2 separate regions of the Anas platyrhynchos genome follow, and region 1 is linked to region 2. A link is a contact called in public Hi-C data. All regions are on one chromosome and are shown on one strand. Each heading gives the region's core, a stretch centred on a gene start, on an enhancer-like site or on the middle of the called end of the contact. The rest is flanking DNA. Distances are from core to core; before and after follow the strand shown.

Region 1 (3,143 bases), core at 183-2,682, 140 kb after region 2:
CAGAGACGGGTCATGGTGTTCATAATTACTTGATCTTTAAGGCCCCTTCCAACCCAAACTGTTCTATGATTCTACAGAGAAAATTAACTCTGTCTCAGACAAAACCATCGATACTATCAGAGCCACACAGATTTTGAGATGGACTTTAAAAGGAATGCCTGCTGAATCCATACTCAATTCTTATCCATAAAGCATACTTTTTAAACAAAGGCAACACCACTTTGTAACACACAATCAAAGATGTGTTGGTTAGAAGAGATCTCTGGACAACATCTAGCCTAACCACCAATTCAAAGCAGGGCTACAGCCAACACTACACCAGGCTACACAAAGCTATGGTTGACCAAGTGGTTAACAAAAGGTCCAATGTGCTCATTTACCCTTTGATCTTGATATCTTGATGCAGTTATTCTTTTAACCACCTTTTCTGTTTGTTATTCTATGCTTATTGTTTAAAATAGGAATCATCAATTTGTTATTTTCAAATGACAATATTGCTGAGGTCCACTGTAAGTCCCAAAATTCTTATAGGACTAAAGTATCTTCTGAACTAAATACTGGGATTTTCTAATTACAGATTACATCCTAATGTGTTTAGTCTACCATGATAATGTCCAAGACATACAATTTACAGATGTTAGCTTATATAATTTACCCCAAATATTCCCACTTCTGCAAGCTTCTGATGCATCAGAGCCACAGAACAAAAATATTTAAAACAGTGAGAAGTTCAGACAAACCAATGAAGGGACAAAAGGAGCAATGATTCCACCAACACGGGAAAACATGGAGCAGGCACCCATTCCAACATTCCTAAGAAAAAAGCAAAAATCATTAATCAGTGACATTTGTATAGGATGAGCTAGGACTTTAGAAGGGTTAGAAGTTGCAAGTGCAAGAAAGGACTTAATCAGCCAGAAGCCTCAGTCATGACCCTGACCTCATTAACTGGCAACAAAAAGTGAAATGCAACTGAAAACATCTGAAGACAGGAATTAAAACATCAAAACATACGACCGGAGAGAAGCACAAATACCCTGCAAATTCAGATTTCTAACATATGTCCACATGTAAAGAGACAAAGAGTGATTTCAGTCAACACATCTCATCTCTGCCTGAAATTTTGGCTGAATTCCTCTATCCAAATCAGCTGATCTGCCCACTCACAAGAAAAACACCATAGGACTGGTTTCAATCCCATATAATAGGTGCTTTTTTTCTACTTGGTCACCACAAGCACAGGGCACTTCTTCCTCTGTATCATCAAGTTACTTTTATAAAGCTTATTGACAGGTCATCTGCAGCACTGTTGGTTAACCAAGCATGAACATTTAAGAGATGTCTGGTTTATAAAGCAGTGAGAAACCCACAGATACCACTCATTAAAAAGAATGATAAACAATTGTATTGTTATCCTCACAAGTGGAGAGAGGGCTGTGAGCATACCAAGCATCCAAGAGGGTTATTTTTACTGTTACAGAGAATATGGTTATGCTGAAGAGAATACTACAGATTTGAGGGAGACAGAGGTGAGGAGAGGATAAGGGAAGAGGTTTAGTATACAAGATTCTACAGGTAAACATTGTATGTTAAGTGAACATCTCAAATGAAAAGGGACACTTGATAGAAAAAAGCAAGGCAAGTAAAAGGTGATCCTGATATAAGAACCAGAAAAATGAAGGCCTTAAAATTAACTTGCATTACCTGATCACTGTGGGATAAAGTTCTGACGTGTAGATATAGACAATATTAAATGCAGCACTGATTGTCAATTTTCCCAGCAAAGAAAGAGAACGACTGTTCACCACTGCAAACACTCCAGTATCTGAAAGAGAAAAAGTAATTCAGTGTTCCAAAGCATTATGAAGATCACATCTCAGTAATCACTTCAATCACACAACAGTATGGAGCAAAACAATCTATTGACGAATCTGCTATGGCAGGCAAACGTTTTTCTATTAAAGACCAGTATTTGTTGGAGGTGATTTGTACCTTCAGGAGAACTCTCAAAACTCAAGAGAATACAAGGAGCCTTCTTTTAGGCAGCAGTGGCAGAAGTCATCCAACAAAATTTATATTCTGTGTTTACGGATTTATTTTCTTTATCTGTGCAATTAAATTTGTACAAAGAGGAAAAACTCTCCATAAAACACACCATGAAAAAGCAACTCAAAAAGCACATTTTAAATTAATTGTAGACTTGTTACTAGCCCAACATTATTTCCATTTTATCAAATAAGAGCCAACAGGAGAAAAATGGATTAAATGACAGAACAGTCCCAGAGACTGTGGTAGTGAACTATTCGAGACCAGAAAAAAAAAAAAACTGAGAGGATTTTGTTGTTTCCTTGTCCTCAGTGTTATAATCAGAGACATCTCTGTAGAGTTAAAATCCTGCATGAAGACCCTATTAGAATGTCAAATTTTAGAAATGCAGGATAAAAATCCTATAGACATAACAAGAGCTGAAACAAAACAAAAAAGAAACAACAAAAAATCCCACACATTTTCTGGTCTACCATTACTGAACTACTATAATAGATCTTTTGGCAAGTTGAAGAAAAAAATGACAGACGCTAAAAAAAAAAAAAAAAGACACTGGCCACTTAATGTAACTAGTACCCTATTCAGTCATAGTTACATATGACACTATGATAACATACTTTCTAACATTATTACTTCAGAAGATTACTTTGGAAGAAAAAACAAGAGACAGGAAGATGCCACACAGAACCATACCAAATATCCCATCCAGCTCAGAGCTTTGTCAGAGTGCCTAATGATTATGAGCTTATACCTGGTACATCAGAAGACATTAAATGGCTAACAAGGAAGGCTATAGAATAAGCTGTTACTGCCTTGAACAAATTGTGCTTAGTAAGGAGAGTGGTGCTTACTTCTGGCAAACTAAGAAACTGCTAAGCTTCTTAGACATTTTGTTCCTGTCTGACTAGCAATTCAGCGCACAGGTGATTTCTCAAAATCCAGCAGTTCTATCCTCTTAAAAAATCTTTCTTTACACAAATTCTAAAGGGAGCTTGGATTGAAATGCAGAAACTACTCAATGATTGGCACCAGCCTAACAAGGGTATCTCTAATATCTTGGCTCTAGTATCTGGAGTATTTCTGGGAACTTTAGTTGC
Region 2 (3,263 bases), core at 330-2,829:
TACAAATAGCACTTTGGGAGTTTGACTCAATTTCCTCTCCCCTCTCCCTTGCTCTCTTGCCTTACATTTATTCCTGTTTTCTCATGATCTAGGCTAGACAGACAGTCTGGAGACTTTTAGACTCATGAAGACCCACGTTACTAATGTTAAAAAAAAAAAAGTGGAAAAATGCTTAATCTTTTTATTTTATTTTTTATTTTTTTCCCTGAACTGTAACCCTACAGAATCCTTAGTCTCTCACAAAGAAGCAGAAAGGGCACAAGCTGCTTTTCTTTTCCTCTGGCAGTCCTCTTTGATGGGGAGGGGGAGACAACTCAGTCGATAAAACAAGAAACCAAGAGGTAGGATTCCTGATTTCTGTAGTCAGAGATCTGCCACTTGTTGGCCGTCTGGCTTGGAGCTCCTCACTGAAGCTTTGTGTCAAAGTTTACCTAACTGTTAAAGAATAGCTGTTGCTACATTTTCTCAGGCTCTTGCCTGCAGGGGGTGATTGTGGAAAAGGTAACAGTTGAGCTGGAGTCGATTTAATTTGCAATTTGTTATGAAATGGTGGGTATTGTTTTACCTTTCTTCATCCCCAGGCCCGGGGAACAGCACGGCGAGTTCCAGAGATAAACGGCAAGCCAAATAATTGCAGGCCTGGCTCCTGGGGATGGCTTGAGGATTAATGGCTGTTTGTAAAGCACTCTGAGATCCTTAGTCGAAACGTGCTTGTAGCTCCAGGACGCTGAGGGCTGAAGGTGCTGGGTATGCCTGGGCTCTGGCAGAAGTCATCACTAGGAGGAGATCAGGACTTTTGAAGTGGAGGTGCGTGTCCAGGGATGTGGATGGCCAGGCACAGGGTGTTAGACATGGGAAATGACCCCGTGTAGGGCAGGAAGGTGGGAGGTAGAGCCTCTCCTTTCAGGCTTGTTCATTTTAGGCAGATGTGGCTGCATTGAAGAGAGACACACGTTCACGGAGTATTTTTCTGGCAGCATTTCTAGTCTGTCTATCAATCAGCAGTATCCCAGCAGTGCTCAGCTGTCACAAATAAATGAAGAAACCAGCTTGAATTGCCCTGGTGCCAGCCAGAGCCTCCTGGGTCTTCTCCCCTTTGGAAGGCCATGGGTGACCTCCATAGCTTGCGTTAAGCCAGAGCACAGCATCTCAAGTGTTTTGGAGCCACAAATGCCCACAGCTCGTCTAAGCTGGGACCGCTCACTGCCGTTATCACAAGTGGGGAAAATTTTCTGTCAGGTGCCTGCACAGTGTCTGAGCCCCAGCCTGGCTTTTACAGCCCTAGAAGGAAGTGCTGAGTGCATTGGTTTCTAATCTTGCCCAGGGAGATTTTCAGAGGAGAGGGTGTGCTGTGGGAAGCAGTCTAAGATAGAGATGGATCCAGCCAGCTTGCGCTTGCTTGAGTCCACGAGCAGCAGCCAAGGGCCAGGCACTCGGGGAAAGTTCCCCCTGTCCCGTGGGAGGAGCACGTGCCTTTGGAAAGATCCTTGAGCGTGCAGCAGCCACGGGTGGTGCGGGAAGGAAGGATTTTTCCTTGGGCTTCAGGGTAGTGCAGGGAGGAGTCCAGTGCTCCCAACATAGTCCTAAGCAGCAGCTGGTGGTGCTGTGTGACAAGGTTCTCCTGGTACCAAGGTACAGGGACTCTCGGGACTGAGTACATTAGCAAGGGGAAAAAAGGACAGGTCAGGTTATGGCTATGGAGTCTGTGCACTGTGCAGAGCCCATGAGTCCATCCAAAACCCTTTTCTACTCATCGTATCCTGTGAGGGAACGCAAAACTGCTTGTTTTTTACAACTGCAGCACAAAGTGAAACCTGGTGGAGAAGATCCATAACCTCTGAGCTATAGTACACCCTCCTATCTCTCCTTTAAGGGGCCTGTTTCACCCTTTTGTCCCTTCAGAGCTCAGACCACCATGCAGCAGCAAGGTGCGCATGGACCTTCATCTGTCAGGGTTGTGTTCCTTGTGGTCTCTCAGCCCACGTGCTGGATGTCCCTCCTGATCACATTCAACCTTCCCTTTAGGTTTTGGGATGCCACTGACGCATGCCATAAGTTCCTATGTTGCTATCTCAGTACTCTCTCCAGTATGTCCAACACATACTAAAAAACTTTTGAAAATAACTTCTGATAGTCAGGGCCTCACCAATGACAGTATTTTCCATCTAGTCAGGGGAAATTTGCTGGGGAACAGACCTGTCATCTGATCTTTGTCAATACTTTTTTTTTTTTTTTTTTTTTCCCTTTGAAATGTTGACTCCTGGCCACAGGTAATGCAGATAAAAGTGCTATGTCCCACCCCTACCACCCCTGCCTCTGGAGAGCAGCATGCTGAAGAGGAATGAAAAGGGCCATGGGAATTCTAAGCATGGTTTTATTATTATGACCTTTAAGGAGCCAGTGGGGGAATGGACGAGGAACACAAGGAAGACACTAAGAAAAGACCACACAGACAGTACTTAAAGGGGGAGAGCAAGCCCAAAGGGAGTTAAAGAGAGAAACAGATGGGAGGGAAGAGAGAAGGAAGAGGAGACTGAGCCTGAATGGCAAGGAATGGCTGAGACTTTCTTCCAGCTTATCCAGGGAGTGGCAGGAGCAGACCTGGGTCTCTCTGTCCATGAAAAACAGCCTTCTTTGCTCCGTTCTCCATTTTCCTGAAATCTCTGCTTTTCTTCCTCCAGGCAACCATTAATCTAATATTAAGCCCCTTAACCTCTCTAATTGTTCCCTTTCAGTGTCAGCTGGTTTCCTATTAACCTTTCAATCTCTCAGTAATGCAGTTACTTCTGACTCCAGCCAGCCCTGGCTCTAAAGCTTTACCTCCGGCAGTGAATTTTCCAAGCTTTCACTTTTTTTCTCTTTCTTTTCTGTAATGATTATTACTGCTGTTAAGGAGCCAGTTTGAACCAGCCTCTAAGTGCACAGGGCTGAACCAGTTGGAGTCTATAAATAGCCCTTCTCTAACCTTGTGCCTTATTTCATTAAGTTGATTGGCTTCTCTCTCTCCACTTCATTGCATCTCTCTCTCTCTCTCTCTCCCCTCTCCATTATTGATGCTGGTTCTTTTGTTGCTATACGAGACACCTGCTTGTTGATACCAGTGTTGATCAGTCCTTTTTTTTTTTTTTTTTTTTTTTTTTCTTTCCCCCCTACTGCACCAAATACTATTCTTGCAGGGGAAGTGTCTCTAGAGTTTCATAACACAGGGAAAGCAGAGAGTGAGACAGGCCTGAGACAGCAGGTCTGAAAATGACTACACCATG

The links. Hi-C and Micro-C count contacts between places; a contact is called where the count stands out from the background.
Region 1: a Hi-C map of liver shows a contact between it and region 2, with 3 times the contacts expected there. The contact joins two enhancer-like sites. A contact is called at or near these places in 3 of 8 Hi-C or Micro-C datasets (liver, skeletal muscle and subcutaneous adipose tissue).

What each region holds. Positions count from the first base shown.
Region 1 is chr1:85,060,154-85,063,296 of IASCAAS_PekinDuck_T2T, forward strand. SLC22A15 (solute carrier family 22 member 15) reads right to left here. Exons shown (of 13, transcript XM_038185680.2): 9 at 1,705-1,825; 10 at 741-813. Among named protein-coding and RNA genes, the nearest start is that of MAB21L3, 10 kb to the left of the region's middle. Within about 2 kb of position 1,433, at least 1 of the 8 cell types and tissues checked has an H3K27ac peak or open chromatin away from gene starts, as enhancers often do.
Region 2 is chr1:84,921,547-84,924,809 of IASCAAS_PekinDuck_T2T, forward strand. No RefSeq gene overlaps it. Among named protein-coding and RNA genes, the nearest start is that of CD58, 29 kb to the left of the region's middle. Within about 2 kb of position 1,580, at least 8 of the 8 cell types and tissues checked have an H3K27ac peak or open chromatin away from gene starts, as enhancers often do.